2 separate regions of the Arabidopsis thaliana genome follow, and region 2 is linked to region 1. Evidence: chromatin contacts called from public capture Hi-C data. All regions are on one chromosome and are shown on one strand. The core of a region is the stretch at or near the end of the contact, and the rest is flanking DNA. Distances in the headings are between cores, read along the strand shown. Region 1 holds the start of ACS11 (1-aminocyclopropane-1-carboxylate synthase 11). Region 2 holds the start of AT4G05335 (a long non-coding RNA gene).

Region 1 (4,169 bases), core at 959-3,458:
TGAATATATGAAAGAATAAAAGAATACAATTTGGTTACTCAAATAAACAAATTAAAAACAGGACCCTTCAATACAAACCCTCCCATTAAAAAAAAAACAGTACTTATTTCCTTTATTTTGTAGACCTAAACTCCATAATGGCTTGCGCCAAATTTGGAGTGAAAAACAAAACCATATTAAAACAATGATAATATGAAAAGCAATCAACGAGATACTCTTAGAAAAATCCATCAACGTTCTGATTCACAAGTAACAGAGGAAAGCTTGGAGACCCATTTGTTGATAAGAGATCTTCTCCTTGTATCCCACATGGTTCTCTTTTGTTTACCACCATTATTGTTGTCAACAAAACCTTTAACACGGTCCATAGCAACCTCCATCGTTTGGTCCGACATATTCGCGAAACAAACTCTAAACCAACCAGGTTCATCGCAATGACACGATGAGCCTGGAGAGATGTTAAGACCAACTTCACACACAATCTTTGTCCATAAAGAATGCTCGGCCTCAAAAGTGTTGGATTTCAAGAGGTGTCTTAAGTCAACCCAACAGAACAAACCTGCGTTACTCTTCAAACAACTGATACCCGCTTCCTTTAGACCCGAAACCAGCCTATCCTTTCTCTCTCTCAGCCTCTTCTTGTTCTCTTCCAAATAGTTGGTCGTGAATCTTTCATCAGACAGCAAATTGGCTAGCAAATGTTGAGTTTGGGAAGAAATGAGTCCAAAACTCGACATTTTAGTCGCGGCTGACACCACTTTCTCATTGTTTGAGTAAATCAAGCCAACACGAAATCCGGGGAGGCCTAGATCTTTGGACAAGCTGTAAACAACATGGATTTTACCATCTAAACCCATGTTCTTGTCCTTAGCCACTTCTAGAACGCTGGTGAACTCAGGAGAGTCGAAAACCGTTCCCGAGTAGATCTCATCGCTAACCATATGGATTTTCTTGGTTGATGTGAAGGTCAGAAGAAGATCAAGCTCTTCACGGGTGGTAGAGGTTCCAAGTGGGTTTGAAGGGTTGGTTATGAGAACTCCTTTAACATTTAGGTTATGTTTGAGAGCTCGTTCGTAGGCATCTTCTAATGCATCCTCGGTTATCTTGTACCCATTTGAGCTTACGCAATGGATAGGAACAATCTCTACTCCTGTCCTCCATTTGAGATCTCTATCAAACCTTCATGATGACAAAAAACAAAAAACAAATTTAGTCTCTCTTGTAAATAACACTAACATATTCAGAAACGTTAGTGTAAAAATATACACGTACCCTGGATAATAAGGTGCAGGGATAAGAAAGGCATCTCCTGGATTAGCAAGACAGAACATTAGAGTCTCGTTAGCCGAGGTTGATCCAGCTGTAAGAACCATCTTGTTCGTATCGAATTTCACTTTGTTCTCTCTGATTTTCCCCATGAACTTCGCCATGGCCTGTTGTGTAAAACCATAGAATATTTAGTATCATAGTTTGACTCTACTCCTATAATGTTTACTCTCTTTTTATATATCCGAAAAACCGAATCCAAAAAGAATAATAATAATAAATAAAAAAATAACCACACGCGAATTTTCGATCTTTTGAATTCGAAATATCAAAACCCTATCGATTATTTGTTTCCGTTAAAGTTAAACTAAACTGAAACTTTGTTTAAACACTCCCAATATGTTACTTACATCCTTGAAAGCTGGCAAGCCATGGTAATCTTGGAACAGAGCTAATTGTCTAAACACCGACTCATCATTTTTCTTCAAACCCAAGACTTCTGGATGCTCTTCAAGCCATTTCTCTATTAGGTCAAAAGAAAGCTGCAAAAAGAACGGAAACAACAACCGATAAACAAAAGTTTGGAAATTGTGTACATACTAGTTTTGTTCTCTATGAGTTAAAATAGTTAGTAGATTCATTGATACAAACCTGGTTTTCAGCAAGACCCATTTGAACAATCCCACTAGTGTTAAACGACTCGTGGAAAGGATTCTTCTCGTATTCTTGCCATCCAAGGAAGTAGGATGAGTCTTGTCCATGAGAGTCGCCAACAACTTTGCTTGACAACATTTTTTTTAAATGCTATAACTTGGTGATCAATATAGCAAGTAAAAGTACTTTCACTTTGTAGCTCAACAATAGATATATAGATAGAAAAGTAGAAGAAAAGTTTTGGTGGATAGAGAATGTGAGCCCTGTTGAGGAACAAAGAAAGAAGAATGGTGAATATATAATGTAGAGGAAGCTAAGGGAGGTGATCTATTAGGAGACATTGTCCCGACATTATTAGCTATAGTGAAAGTAGACGGTGTTGATTCTTTTGACTAAAAAACCCACACGTACAAAATTATTTAATTATTCTGACCCACACCCACACGTACACTTTTTTTTTCTATTTAATGCTTATAATATTTTTTAATCGTATGATAATTTTTAGAAAATGTTTTTCCTTGTTAAATTAGAGTTTACAATTTGGAAGTATTATTTATTTGTATTTATTCTCTCATTTCCTTTGAGTTTCCGATGTATTTGTTATCCTATCTGTATGTTCCTTTTTATTTTTGATAGTGGACAGCAAGGACATAAACAAAAGGTAGACGTATATTATAAGGTCGGGGATATTTTTAATCATGCAATAAAACAAAATTTGGAGATTTGAATCACACAATATATCAATCATACTTCATCGGTTTGGTAGAAAGATGCTGATGAAAGCAATGAGGTTTAACATGTAGAGATAGAAATGGCATGGGAACACTTTATGCATATGAGGTCTCTCCCATCTTAAGCTTTTATCGTAATCTTCTATTATTGTTAATATGATTTTTCATCTTTTTACTCTTTCACCAGGGAAACAATAATTGACGAAAACTCTTTTCTATAACGTAACTCTTTTTTTTTTATTGCTTCTTCTATTTTTGTGTTATTTGTGGGAACTCACTTTAGTTTTTTTTTTTTTTTTTCTAGTCGTTCTTATGCTCTAAAGTTTTTTTTGTATATGTAAAGCACACAAAAACGTCTCAGTCAGATTTTCAAATTTTGGAAAGTAACCCATCTTAAAAGTGAAAATGACTATTAAAGTTGACAAAGAATGGTAAAAAGTTATAAGGTAAATCAGTAGAGATTATAGTTTTGGTTGAAATGGAATGTCTTGTTTTAGCTTTCTAGTATATTTTCTTCTCTTTATAGTAACAAAAATGTCTCAGTCAGTCAGGTTTTCAAATATACTATAAAGGGAAGAAATCTTATAAGTTTTGTTACTACCTTTATAGTAACTTTTAACATAAAATTTTCCCACGTATAGTTTCGTTGTCTAAAGTAAACACAAGGGAAGATAATATACCTTAATGGATCATCTCCAGTAATTGGGTTAAATTCTCTCATTTTCATCACCAATTTCATCGTTAGAGCATTTCAAATCACTTAAAATAAACATCAATTATAAAGATATAGAAATGGGTCATAGCCTCATAGGTAATCATATCAATGTAAAAAAAAAAAAAATGCAAAATGACTCTTTCTAGCAAAATTGTATAACTTTTGAATAATGCATGAGACTCACAAATCGAATCATGACACTTCTTCAAGAAAATAAGAAATTGTTCTCATAAGACACACTTTTCATTTTTGATGTTGAATGATCAGGAGAAAATAAATATCTACTAAGCTTATACTTAAGAACAAGATCATAAAAAGCAGTTAAAGTTTCATCAATGTAGATTGGTAGATGGAGTGAAACGTGCACTGATTGCATGGAATTAATGCTCGTTAGACTTCAATAAGAATACAAACTAATGGTATTTTCCTACACTTTCCTTGCGCCATTGATCAAAACAATAGAGGATCAAAACCATCATTCACGAACACATTATCCTTAACATTTAGATAAGTCAACTTTTTTTATAAGCAAAAGAAATTTTAAAAATGATTCAATGGAAAATTTTATTTTTTAATGAAAGTTTTTGAAAAATATAATACCGTAAAGACATTTCTCCGTTGACAAAAAAAAGGAGTCATTTCTTTAAATTTCGTTATAAATATTAAATAACTCACTCAAAAAAGTAATATGTAACGGGTTCCTATGTTTGTACCAATGTAAGCTATTTGGTAATCTTCTTCCTATGTAACGGGTTTGTGGAAGATCATTCGACTAGCTATGACTTCACATGTTTCAGAATACT
Region 2 (4,169 bases), core at 631-3,130, 85 kb before region 1:
TATTGCCACTGCCACGTCCCATAACTGCGGCCAGAATTCTTCCTCTTCCACGGTAACCACCACCAATTCCACGGTCATCTCCATGATCACCACCGTGGCCATCTCCACTGTCACCACTGCGACCATCTCCACGGCCATTACCACGTCCACCAATTTCACGACCATTACCACATCCACCACAGCCAGAACCATCAGATCCATAACCTCCAGAGCCGGAACCACTGTTAGGAATCATCTTGCACAAGATACATCGAGAAAACGAGTATAGTTAGTAGGGAAAAAAGAAACAAAAACAGTAAGGTAAAATATCGTTGTTTAAACTGAAATTTTTTTAAAGAAATTGTTTTTTTTTTAAGTACACTAGGTTTCTATAAAAGATCTCAAACTCTTCCAAAATTCAAATATTAAAAATCTTATATTTCAAAACAAATACCTCTTATTAAGAAACCACATGCAAAATTTATCTTTGAAAAATAAATAAGAACTTAATAATCGAAAAGAAGAAAATCTGGGTTTCGAAAACTCACACTTACCTTAAAGATGAAGGAGTAGAAGGCTGAGAAAACGTCGGAGATGGAGTGATGACGAGAGAGACAGATCGTTTAAACTGGATTGAGAGGGTACGGTGGTCAGTTCGAGAGAGAGCGTCGGAGATGGAAAGAATATGATCAAGACAAGGTTAGAGATGGAGGATTTGTGAGAGAGGCGAGTAAATCGCCGGTGGTGAGAGCAATATTGAGAAATGACACAAGAGAAGAGAAAAGTTAGAGTAGCCAGTGAAAGCAAACTAGGGTTTACAAAAAAAAAGATGATCGTCCCTTTGTTTCCTCTTCCTCTATTACGCATATTAATGAGGCATCCAAGATTAATTTAAATTTAAAATAATTTGCTATCAGATAAATGAATCGAAATGTGGGTAAATGTAATGATTATTTACCATGACTTTTTCGCATAATGAAATGACCACGGTAAGACGAGGCAACTTCAGAATGAAAAACACGTGGAGAGCCTTTTAGCGGGCATCTCAAGTTATTTGTTACAAAATTCATTGTTACTAATCTATTGAGTTAATTAAATTTTCACTTGCTAGAAGCCCATGACGGCAACCAGCCCAAATAAATGACAAAAATGATAGTAACCCAACAAGTCCATGACGGCAACAAGTCCAAATGGAGTAATCAATTTTATAGTTTTTCAATTAAAGTACCAAATCTTTGTTCTTTGCTCTAATCATTAGAAACAAATAAGAGGATGAACCAGATCATGTTTCTGATTACAATAAAACTCTTAGTTCCTTGATAAAAAAAGTGAATTAAATTAATAGTTCAAAGACTTGCAAAACCTGTTCGTGGCACTACCAACACTTTCATACAAGTTGGTAAAGAATCATGTGAGTTAAAAGTATAAAGAATCCACTAATAAACGAAGATAGGAGAATTAATAAGGTAAACAAACACAGTAAGGCTTTTGGAACTCGATTCTTATTTTAAAGAGATCAGAACCATCAGAATACAATCAAATACATGTGTAAAGAGCGAGAAGCACAAACAGAAATAAATCAAAACCAAAACCAGTCAAAACATTCTATCAGCGTTTACAAAATAGTTTTTCGATAAAGCAGAAAAGTCTCTTTTATGTATCCAACGATCTAAAACCTATAGCTCAGTCCTATATTTAAATGAGATAAGTAGATAACCTAGACACTGAACAAGTAACATCATTAGAGAGCATCTCATAGTGTAGGATTTGCTCTAAGAACATATATCACAAATTAACAAATCAGCACTTAAGTTTTTACAGACACATTTATGTTCTCTTGTTAAGTGACTTATTTTTGCTTAATTTAGAAAAAAAAACCTTAACTCAAGGGCAATAAACAAGTGCCCAAAATTCTTCTAAGTTCACAAAATTATTAAATGATGAAGGAATCTCACTACTAAGTCCCGAACTTCCAATGTTTACATATCATTATTAAATATGCGAATCAATCCCAAATTCTTTTCGCAAAAGCATTTTAGTTGAAGTCTACTCACTATACCCAAACTTAAATTGAAGAATCAGTTACCAAGCTCCAAGCCCCCAACAAATTAAATCCTTTGATTCAGCCTCACCGTTCCATTCCCACCAATCCTTTCCAAGTTATTAGTAGTCCCAATAAATCCAGACCCTCTCTAGTGACTCGGAACCATAAAACCAGATTTATCAGCGTTCCTTTTATTTGTGGATGAAGTACTGTATCCAAAACATGAATCTTGATAAGCACGAAATAGACTTATCAAAGAAATAGCAGAATTAAGATGAGAATTAGAAGATAGAGATGAGGTATCAGAAGAAATTGAGAAAGAAGATGATTGTTAAGTTTAATTGATCCTTCGATAAATGTTTTCAGAGAACAAGAGAGACTAAATAAAAAGATGATGATGATAAGTTCTGAAGCCTATCGAAGAATAAACTTAACCAGAAAGAAGAGAAATGTGCGGTTAATGGCGGAGAAGAAGAGATAGAGAGATTTAGAAAATTTTGATTAATTGATATTTCATAAGATAAAAACCTAATGATGAGACATCATAGTTTAAATAAACAATCTAAGGATTAAAACGACATAGTAATAGGATAGAGATATTGACTTAACTAAGCTACCCCTCGATGAGCTTGATAAAAGGTTTTACTAACAAGGAAAATAAGGGATTTTCGAAGAAAAAGTATGGAGCAAGTGGAAAGTTTGAAAATTAAGGCACGTATTGATTAGACAAAACAAAATCATAAGAGGATGGAAAGAGACACCGTGAAAAAGAAATATGTGAAAGATTTTTCACAAGAGGTGAAGTGAAAAGGGATTAAAGTGTGTTTGGTCTGTGAATCGTTAAAGCAACAAGGACATGGTTTGATGGTGGTGTTCTTAATCATATATCAATTTGGATAAAGTTCAGGAAGATATAAGTTGAGGTCTTTCAGTCTAGAGAAGACTGACTGTGAAGAGGATCTAAACTGCAACATCAAAGGAGAGAAGTGATAGAGCTAAAAACCAATTCAGAAGCTAAAACCTTTTATTACAATAAGAGAAAAACAAACAGAGAAAAAGCTTCAAAAAAGAGTCTCTCGCTTTGGGCCTAGCCCAAGTTATTTATGCTCTCCCTTCAGCCCATTACCCAACCTTTTGAAGCCCATGAGGATCTCTGCTGGATTAAGCCCACCTCTTCTAAGGCCAAGGTCTGATCTTAATTATGTTATGTGAAGGCCAATTTTATTGAACTCATTCTCATTGACAGAGAGCAGTGGACGCTTTCATGTGATGGTAGTGATGGATTTAGATTGGGATTGCAATTATTTTTCACGAAACCTGGTTGATAGATTAGCTCGATTGTTTCTTTTGTTTCATTGCAAAAGTCTGATCGTATGTTATCTAATCCCTTACCGCGAAAGTCTGATCGTATGTTATCTAATCCCTTACCGCAAGCCATTATCTGATCTTAAGTACCCCACAACCCCATTTACCTCACTGTGTTGGATCATGATTTCGCATAGAGCTACTGCAACTTCCATATGCGAATCCAACCTGTCCCCAAAGTCTTTCCCCAGTAAGGAAAACGATGGTGTTATTCACCACTTTAAAAGGCTAAGCTCGAAGAAAACCGGCATTATGATCCCGCTTCCAAGGAAAGAGGATTACCGGAGCTTCTTCACAATTCCACCCTTGTTTCCTCTGAATTTCAAGATGTATCAAGTGCCAACCATCAACCCTAAGTATCTTATTCAAGAAACTCGACTTTTGAGAAAGAAAGGCATTATGATTCCGTCTCCAAGGAGCGGTGATTACCAATTCTTTCTCACTCTGTTATCTCCAACCACACCCGACTATAGTACCATAGTCACCAATCTCTCTACCGATGAGCTAACTCATGTAGCTCTTCCCGTGTCTACGAGTATCTCGGCTAGGGACCGTCTCTCAACGTCACTTTGTCTAATGACTGTGACCATTGCCTCGTCTAACGCTTTGTCGATAGATGACTCTTCAACAACCTGTGATATCCCTTGTGCCAAGCTGCCATCTAGGTCTGGCCCTCAAGCTCTCATGGACTCTTTGTTGATTTCTACTAGCTATCTTTGTGTAGCTTTTATCTTAACCTTTGCTTGTTGTTGCTACCTTGTTTTAAGCATTTCTATCCTTG

The links. Capture Hi-C pulls out chosen DNA fragments and counts their contacts.
Region 2: a contact with region 1 is called in a capture Hi-C map of seedling, with 1.7 times the contacts expected there. A contact is called at or near these places in 1 of 26 Hi-C or Micro-C datasets (rosette leaf) and 1 of 3 other capture datasets (seedling).

What each region holds. Positions count from the first base shown.
Region 1 is chr4:4,885,001-4,889,169 of TAIR10.1, reverse strand. It overlaps ACS11 (1-aminocyclopropane-1-carboxylate synthase 11), which reads right to left and starts at 2,208. Exons shown (of 4, transcript NM_116873.2): 1 at 1,918-2,208; 2 at 1,677-1,808; 3 at 1,273-1,433; 4 at 1-1,179. The coding sequence starts at 2,058. The coding sequence ends at 231. It overlaps AT4G08039 (Defensin-like (DEFL) family protein), which reads left to right and starts at 3,135. Exons shown (of 2, transcript NM_001036515.1): 1 at 3,135-3,197. The coding sequence starts at 3,135.
Region 2 is chr4:4,969,618-4,973,786 of TAIR10.1, reverse strand. It overlaps AT4G05335 (a long non-coding RNA gene), which reads left to right and starts at 1,880. Exons shown (of 1, transcript NR_141862.1): 1 at 1,880-2,263. AT4G05315 (a long non-coding RNA gene) reads right to left here and starts at 2,487. Exons shown (of 1, transcript NR_141861.1): 1 at 2,061-2,487. It also overlaps the pseudogene AT4G08090.